Regions from separate parts of the Mus musculus genome. Here all the other regions are linked to region 1. Evidence: chromatin contacts called from public HiChIP or PLAC-seq and promoter capture Hi-C data. All regions are on one chromosome and are shown on one strand. Each heading gives the region's core, a stretch centred on a gene start, on an enhancer-like site or on the middle of the called end of the contact. The rest is flanking DNA. Distances are from core to core; before and after follow the strand shown. Region 1 holds the start of Gapvd1 (GTPase activating protein and VPS9 domains 1). Region 2 overlaps Cntrl (centriolin). Region 3 holds the start of Cntrl (centriolin).

Region 1 (2,717 bases), core at 84-2,583:
TGTTTGTTTGTTTATGGGGGGCAAGTTTTTGCCACAGTGGTGGTCAGAAAATATTGCAGGAGTCATTTATCCTTCCTCCCCTATGTGGGGTGTTTGGTGTCAAACTCTGGTGGTTCGGTTTGGTGGCAAATGCCTTTACTTGAAGGTTTCCTTTTGTGTCTTTGAAAGCCTTTCTTCAAGCTGGGCAGTGGTGGCACAAGCCTTTAATCCCAGCACTTGGGAGGCAGAGGCAGGTGGATTTTGTGCTCTGGAGCTCTGGAGCCTTTGAACACAATCTTCTGTTCAAGGGGGTTTTCCCTTATGCAGTCTACAAATTTTATATCCTCCCCCTCTCTTTTTCTGGATTTTTTTTCTTTTTCTTTTTCTTTTTCTTTTCCTTTTTTTTTTTTTTTTTTTTTTTAAACAAGATTTCTCTGTGTAGCACTGTCCTGGAACTTGCTCTGTAGACTAGGCTAGCCTTGAGATCTGCCTGCCTGTTTTTGCCTCCGCCTGCCTGTTTTTGCCTCTTGAGTGCTGGGATCCTGACTCATCTACCTTGGAATCTAGTCACAGCCAAATCTCTTTTCCTTTCTTTCTTTTCTTCTTTGGCCTTTTGAGACAGGGGCTCTGTATAATCCTGGTTATCCTGGAACTCTGAGATTGGTCTGATTTTGCCTTCCAACTGCTGGGATTAAAGTCATGGGCCACAAAACTCAGCCTAGGTCTTGATTTCTTAATTCAATATGGTCTCTTTCTCTGGAATCTCATAACACTTTGTAATTCTTCATAGCACTTTGTAATTTAGTTTATTGTTACAAAACTCAATCTATGGGAGATACTCTCCACTTTATATTGTAAATTGTATCCACTTGCTTTTTCATCTGGTTGGTGCTTTGTACAATGTAACAGACCCGACTGATAATCTTTAATTGAACTCTGTTGAATGGCAACATGGTACCAAAGACATTTTACTTGATACCCACAATGCTATTGTAACAAAGTAGCAAATAGGAAGCAAATTGTGACAAAAGAATTTCCTTTTGAGGCAGGGTCTCAAAGGATAGCTCCCGCTGGTCTAGACATCCTGTGTAGCTCAGGCTGGTTTAAACTTTTGTCTAATTCTGAGACATTTGCTTCAGCCTCCCAAAGGTTTTAGATTACAGGTGAGAGCTACCATGCTAGTTCAATTCTGATGATTTTTAAAGGAGGTGTATGGAAGACGGGTGGAAAGCTGTCTGGGATCTGATTTATGTTTGAATAGTTGGGAAGATGAGTTTTCACTTCCCCCTCCCCCCACCTTGGGGGCGGAGCATGAGACTCGTGGTGTTGCAGGATATATTCATTGTCTTCAATATTTTAAAGGGCTGTCAAGTGGGAACCAATTCTCCTTGCTTCCAGGCAGAATAACTACCTGCAAAGGGAGGAAAGACAAGGGAAGCAGATTTCAGCTCAGCAGAAGGCAGAACTTTCTAACATTTAGAGCTGTGCAACAGAGAGGAGCAGGCTGTACTCCTGAGAGGTAGTGAGCTGATACTGGAACATCCGAAACAGAAGTGAGACGTGGAGGCCATTCCTGCTTGGGTGGGAGCTGCACCGATGACCTTTAAGGTATGTTCTAGCTCTAAGGTTTCTGGGACTGTTCACTTCTGCTAACTTGACGCGTCCTTTCATTTTTTTTTTTTTTTTGAAAAAACAAAACCGACCTAAGCCTATTTAATGTAACACAGTTTACAGTTTATTTAATGTAATGTTATTTTTAAATAACACAGTTACAATAAAAATCGACAAAACGAGAAGTGGGAAATTATATTTATAAGTTAAAAATGAAGATACCGTCCAATTGGCATAGCTTTTAAGTGAAAGGGGAAGAGCGAGAGAGAGAGAGAGAGAGAGAGAGAGAGAGAGAGAGAGAGAGAGAGGAGAGAGAGAGAGAGAGAGAGAGAGAGAGAGAGAGAGAGAGGCTGGCTATTGGATGATGTTCCGAGCAAGAGAGGAGTGTCATTTTTCTTCCACCCGTCTTCTCTAGCACCAGGTACACGGAGACGTGAGGGCGGAGGATCGGCGTACAGGTCCTGGCAAGGCGGTTCGCGACCGGGAGCGGAAGGGCGGCCGTGGTCCGGACCACCGATCCCAGGGGCCCCCGCGGCGCCGCGCACGCGCACTGCTGAGGGGGCAGCGCCGCCGCAGGAGGCAGGGAAACCGACTGGCGATCTGTGGCGGCGGCTGGGCGGCGGTGGCAGTTCGCAGCGAGGGCGACGGCTCCGAGGCCGAGAGGCAGTCCAGCGAGGACCTGGGCGCCGTCCTCCGCATGACCTCACCGGTGAGTGCGCGTCCCCGGCCGGTCCGCACCGCGTGCCCCGCCGTCTGGCCTAGCACCGCAGCCCGCGCCTGACGGCCGCCCCGCCCCGGGCCCCGGGCCTGCCCCGTGCCCGGCGTCGCTCGGGTGGGAAGCCGCGCGGCCGGGCCCCGCGAGAGGGGTGGCGGCGTGCGGGTTCCGGCAGCCTGCCTGAGGCGGCGGGGACACAGGGCGCATGGGGGGGATGGGGTGGGAGCGCGACGGGGCGGGAAGGGGCGCAGTAGCGCGGGTCGCCTCTGTGGGCGTCCGGGGCAGGTGGGCAGCCGAGCCCGGGAGGCCAGGAGCGGACCGAATGGCTTGGGAGCGCCGCCAGGGACGCGCCGGACGCTCCGGGCTGGGGACGCCGTGCACCCGCAAACGCGCGCCGGGCTTGGCGTCTGTG
Region 2 (2,717 bases), core at 141-2,640, 410 kb before region 1:
TGTGTGTGTACCAGTGACCCCCTGTGTGGCTGTGTAGGGTGGGGGTGCGGGGCAGAGGCAGAAGAGTCACTGGGACTTGCTGGTGGACATCTGTAACTGCAGTGCTCTGCATATGTGTTGAGGGTGTGCAGAGACAAGCGATCACTGGGACCTGGCTGAGTGAGAGCCCTTGTCTCAACAGCATAAGATAGTGACCCAACAGGACATGGGATGGTCTCCTGTGGGCTGTGCACATACACGGGGATGCACACACAAAAGGAAACAGGGTAACATGAGTAAGTAAATAAGTGGGCTCTCTCCCACACTCACGACTTATCTCAGATGTTTACTCTAGTTTTACGTGGCATTAAAGGGTAAACATAAGCCTTTTCTTTCCAGGTTCCTAAGTGTAAGTCTTGCTGTGGCACACATAAAGGACGGATAGAGATCTCTGGATGAATAGCAATTGGCTCTTTGGTTTTACAAGCTTGAATGTTTGGAGTGCTGAAGCCCTGGCCAAGCATCTCAGTTCCTCTCTCACCAGCTGTGAGAGTCCTTCCCTGCTCTCACCAGCTACCAATATGCTTAATTGCTTTAATAATCCTTAGCAAACTGAACTGAATGGCAGGAAACATCGAGTTCCTTTTAGAATTTGCTCATTACTGAGCTTACAGTTCAGAGGTGAACTTGGCCAGGTGCACTTCGCTGTGACCTGCAGGGCAGATGTGGCCAGCCTCACATTCTGCGACTTGCTCTTTAAACTCACCAGTCTTATGTCTCGACAGCTGCTGTAAAACCACCTGAAGATTCTTTTCCTCTTTCTCCATCTCCTGCTGTATAAGTGCGAGCTGAGTCTTCTTTTCACTGATGTGGACATTCAGTTCTCCTTTCTGAAAACTTAGTTCTTCCAGAAGTGATTTTACTTCCTGTGTTTAAATAAAAGTCAGCTTCTCTGTAAATTACAAATCAAAATCCCCTTTACACCAGTCAGTTCTGTTATTATTCTATTTCATATATCTAATTTGTAATTTAATTTATATTAAATTATAATTTTTTGCCTTTGGTACAAGAACAGTGCTGTATTTTGCAGCAGCACCTACTGTGTAATATGAAGAAATAACCTATGTTCATGCAGATGTGTTTGTGCAATTACCCCATGCAAGGCTGTTCCCAGCCTCAGTGACTGTCAGAGGCAGAAGGCTGGAGGCACAGACAGTCACAAACTGAGGTGCTCAGGACATAGGCAGCTATTATTAAATGCAAGATAAAGAAACTCCTTAAGAGCTGCTTAGAAACAAAAACAAAAACAAACAAACTAACAAAAATCCCAGGAGGTTGCATGTGGCTGAACCACGAGAAACAGGCAGGATGCGATGTTGCCTATGACTGTGATAAGGGCATCCCTGGACAGGAAACACATGAGAAAGCCAAGAAACAAGAGAACCCAGAGTGTACTCAGAGGCCACATGACTGCCTCAGCACCAATACATTAACACCCCAAATGGTGCTATAGGGGGCACTTCTATCTCAGAACACTTTAAAATAAACCTCAGTACTGCCCTGGACTTCTAAGAAAGCTTACAGCAACCATACCCTAATGTGACTGCACTTCTCAGCAACTTCCGTCTCCCCCAGTGTCAGGGCTTCCTGGAGGTCAGCTTTTGCCTGGGCGAGGCTGTCCTGGAGTAGAAGCAGCTCCTCCCTTCTATGCCCCAACTCTGAGTCCAGGACAGCCAACTCCTGCTGCTGGCTTGTCACCTGAAAAGGGAGATGGCAAGTTTGACTCAAGGACACATGTATTCTCCCCACACCCCCCATTGGCCTTGAGCCTGCTTTATTCTCTCTCTTTCTCTTTCTCTCTTTCTTTCTTTCTCTCTCTCTCTCTTTCTTTCTTTTCCTTCTTTCTTTCTATATATTTTCTTTATATACATTTCAAATGCTATCCTGAAAGTTCCCTATACATCACCCCCCCCCACCCCAACCCTGCTCCCCTACCCACCCACTCCCATTTCTTGACCCTGGCTTTCCCCTGTACTGAGGCATATAAAGTTTGCAATACCAAGGGGCCTCTCTTCCCAATGATGGCCAACTAGGCCATCTTCTGCTACATATGCAGCTAGAGACACGCGCTCTGGGGGTACTGATTAGTTCATATTGTTGTTCCACCTATAGGGTTGCAGACCCCTTCAGCTCCTTGGGTGCTTTCTCTAGTTCCTCCATCGGGGGCCCTGTGTTCCATCCTATAGATGACTATGAGCATCCACTTCTGTATTTGCCAGGCACTACTGGCATAGCCTCATATGAGACAGTTATACCAGGGTCCCTTCAGCAAAATCTTGCTGGCATATGCAATAGTGTCTGGGTTTGGTGGCTGATTATGGGATGGATCCCTGGGTAATCTCTGGATGGTCCATCCTTTCATCTTAGCTCCAAACTTTGTCTCTGTAACTCCTTTCATGGGTATTTTGTTCCCTATTCTAAGGAGGAATGAAGTATCCACCCATTGGCCTTCCCTCTTCTTGATTTTCCTGTGTTTTGCAAATTGTATCTTGGGTGTTCTATGTTTCTGGGCTAATATCCACGTATCAGTGAGTGGATATCTAATGACTTCTTTTGTGATTGGGTTACCTCACTAAGGATGATATCCAGACACATGTATTCTTAATACTTCAGTTTATAGTTTTCCATCTCTTCTACAACCAAATAAACCTGATCCAGCAATCCAAAATACGTTTAAA
Region 3 (2,717 bases), core at 87-2,586, 350 kb before region 1:
TGAAAGCCCAGTTTAACAATATACTTTTGAAAAAACTAGCTGAGTGTGGTATCAGACCATCTTCAAATAAGACAAATGCTCATCTGCAACCAACGAAGCTGTCCTTGCAGATTCTATTTCTGTCCATAAGTGCTGTCCATTCTCAGAACCCTGATTCACTGAGAGGGTCAGCCTATGAGATAGTGTGTGTTTCTACATGCAGACTTCACAGGAGCTATGGCAACTCAGGGAGGGAAGCAGGGGTGTGGAACCATCACTTAATCTTTCAGTGATCCAGGTTTCTGGAACCCACTGAATACTTCCCTAATTCTATAGGAATCATTACTTAGAAGTAATAATTTACTAATCAGGGGAAGTAACATAGGACCTCATAATAATTTAATGAGGATTTGATAAGAATAATTCTAGATGGTTTATAATTTCAGATTTTTTAAGAGAAGACTATGATGTAGGATACAAAATAATTGAATTGTCTAGTGATATAGAATGCACTGCAACCAGAGACATGGGAGCCAAATAAACCCTTTCCTCCCGGAGTTGCTTTCTGTCACAATGTCTTACCACAGCAATGGAAACCTTAACTAAGACATCTAGGAAGTGGTTAAGGGACATGCCCAGAGCCCCAGTGAGATGGCTCGGTGGGTAAGGGCATTTTCTGTGCTAATTTGACGTTCTAAGTTCTGTATCTGTAGCCCACGGAAAAGTGGAGAAAACCCGACTCCACAAAGTTGTCCTTTGCCCTCCATATGCGCATCACGATATGTGTCCCGTGTCCGTCCCCCCACCCCCATCATCCACACATGCTTCAAAAAGGAAAAAAGGAACAAGCTCAGAGTCACAGAACTGAGGTTAAACAGCAGAGCCCTCAGGACCGCCAGCCCATCTCCATCGCAGTTATCCCGCAGACGGTGACACACCCCGGCACTCTTCCCTCTCTGCGGGAACCTCATCCTTCTAAGCGCCGCACCCCAACTTTGCGACTCAGCAGCGCCCCGACCTAGGCTGTGCACGCCTCTCCTCCCCTGCCCTCCCTCCCCTGCCCACGCCGGCCCCGGCCCTCCTCCTTCCCGTCCAATCCCCTTTCCAAGCACACTCCCCCGCCCCGAATGCGTCCGGAGCCGGCACACCTCACGCTGGACCAGGGCTTTCCGGCCTTTGCCGCCCGCCACCCAGGCTCGGTCCGGACGCCGAAGTACACTCACCGCCTCAGCACGGGAAGGAACGGCCTAGCGGGAGGGGCGAGGCGGAGACGCCGGGATACTTCCCCTCAGGAGACCGACAGCACAGCAGCCATTTTGTTGTGTTGTGCCGGTTGCCGAGAGGGCCAGCTTGGTGTGGGCGGGGCTTGTTATCGCCACGCCCCCGACACGGACTAGTGGACGGGACGGGGCGGAGGCGCTTCCCGCCACCCTTGCCGCCTCTGCGCGCGCTCAATTTGGGGGTGCGAAGCTTCCGGGTATGAACCTGGCGGGCTGTGGTCAGCCCTCTGGGCGCCGAGTCTGTGAGGAGAGATTTTTTCCACTGAAGCAATGGGGGAAGGCTTACGTTCCTCTCCCTAAGGCAACAACCGGAGGAACCAGTATGGAGATGTTCACAGCATTCGATCTTGGGATGATGGAAGGCAGGCCTTGAGCTCTCCCGTGTCTCGATGCACACTATCCTTTACGCGACTATTTTGGAGGCAAATTGTCATACTTGGAAACTGATCGAGCCGGACGTGGCTGCACCTCAAGACTGCTTGGGCTCCAGTGACCATTCACTTGAGCTATATGATCCTAGGATTCACAGTCCAAGAGTGCCCCTTATGTTAGTACAAAAGAACTAAAGCAAGCATTTACAGAGACTTGAGCAGATCATGCCCCAAAGAGCAGCCTTCTACTGTATTTCCTAATTGTCTGCACCATGTGCTTGCGGAGGCCAGAAGAGGGCATCAGATCCCACATAACTGCAGGTACAGACCTTTGTGAGCTGCCATTTGGGTAGAGGAATCGAACCTGGGGCCTCTGGAAGAGCAGTTATATGCTCTTAAGCACTGAGCCATCTCTGCACCCTCTCCATCATCTTTCTTAACTACCTTGTTCTCCAGTCAGGCATTAACGTTTCCTTTCTTTACCACAAACTTCCTGGCTCATTTTTCTAACACTTTTACAAATTTCCTTTCTGCCTCAATTTCTACTCTCATGTAACATATAATCGTCCCCATTTCCAGCAGTTAACCTTAATGATTTGAAAGAACTTAGAACAGTAGCTGATAAGTCTAATTTTTATCATTAAGCAAGACTTCTTAGAAGTCAACTTTCATCTTAACTCTGAAAGAAGAGTTTAACCAAGGGCAGGTGTTTGCTTGGCAAAGAGAACAGCTTGTACAAACCCCAGGAAGGATTGGGAAAGTTGGCAATGAGCTGGACATTAAGTAATTCAGGGCGGTTTGAAGAAAACATAAGTAATGCACAAATGCAGTTCAGTATGAATTATGCAAACGTCTGGTGTGGTGACGCTAAATATGAAGGGGAACCTTTTAAGCAGCATGAAGCCTGTTTGTAGAAGCTGAGGTCGTTTGACCTAATGGGAAGTTCTGATCATTTCCAGCAGGAGGCACTATTGGATCTGGTGGGCATGGTCCTCTCTTTCTCCGCAACTTTGCAGCACAATTTTTGGCTGTTGGAAAGCAAACTCTATGCAAAGATCTATTTAACCTTGAAAGGACTTTGGACCTA

Evidence for each region. Promoter capture Hi-C pulls out the DNA fragments that hold promoters and counts their contacts. HiChIP or PLAC-seq counts read pairs in DNA pulled down with a chosen protein or histone mark.
Region 2: an H3K4me3 HiChIP or PLAC-seq map of bone marrow-derived macrophages shows a contact between it and region 1, with 5 times the contacts expected there. The contact joins the enhancer-like site here to the promoter of Gapvd1 in region 1. A contact is called at or near these places in 2 of 39 promoter capture datasets (cranial neural crest and macrophages), 4 of 115 datasets of contacts at active chromatin or transcription factors (the SCID.adh cell line, bone marrow-derived macrophages, large pre-B cells and 1 more) and 1 of 9 other capture datasets (embryonic stem cells).
Region 3: a promoter capture Hi-C map of neural stem cells shows a contact between it and region 1. The contact joins the promoter of Cntrl here to the promoter of Gapvd1 in region 1. A contact is called at or near these places in 8 of 39 promoter capture datasets (the C10 cell line, cranial neural crest, liver and 3 more), 3 of 484 Hi-C or Micro-C datasets (embryonic stem cells, forebrain and natural killer cells), 13 of 115 datasets of contacts at active chromatin or transcription factors (the 230-238 cell line, the SCID.adh cell line, bone marrow-derived macrophages and 9 more) and 3 of 9 other capture datasets (adipose tissue, liver and macrophages).

The regions. Positions count from the first base shown.
Region 1 is chr2:34,753,848-34,756,564 of GRCm38.p6, reverse strand. It overlaps Gapvd1 (GTPase activating protein and VPS9 domains 1), which reads left to right and starts at 1,333. Exons shown (of 27, transcript NM_001356441.1): 1 at 1,333-1,587; 2 at 2,006-2,299.
Region 2 is chr2:35,160,949-35,163,665 of GRCm38.p6, reverse strand. It overlaps Cntrl (centriolin), which reads right to left. Exons shown (of 44, transcript NM_001379274.1): 30 at 1,573-1,737; 31 at 746-905. Among named protein-coding and RNA genes, the nearest start is that of Rab14, 39 kb to the left of the region's middle. Within about 2 kb of position 1,390, at least 30 of the 459 cell types and tissues checked have an H3K27ac peak or open chromatin away from gene starts, as enhancers often do. A contact at or near this core is called in bone marrow-derived macrophages, where this site is marked.
Region 3 is chr2:35,108,115-35,110,831 of GRCm38.p6, reverse strand. It overlaps Cntrl (centriolin), which reads right to left and starts at 1,336. Exons shown (of 44, transcript NM_001379274.1): 1 at 1,203-1,336.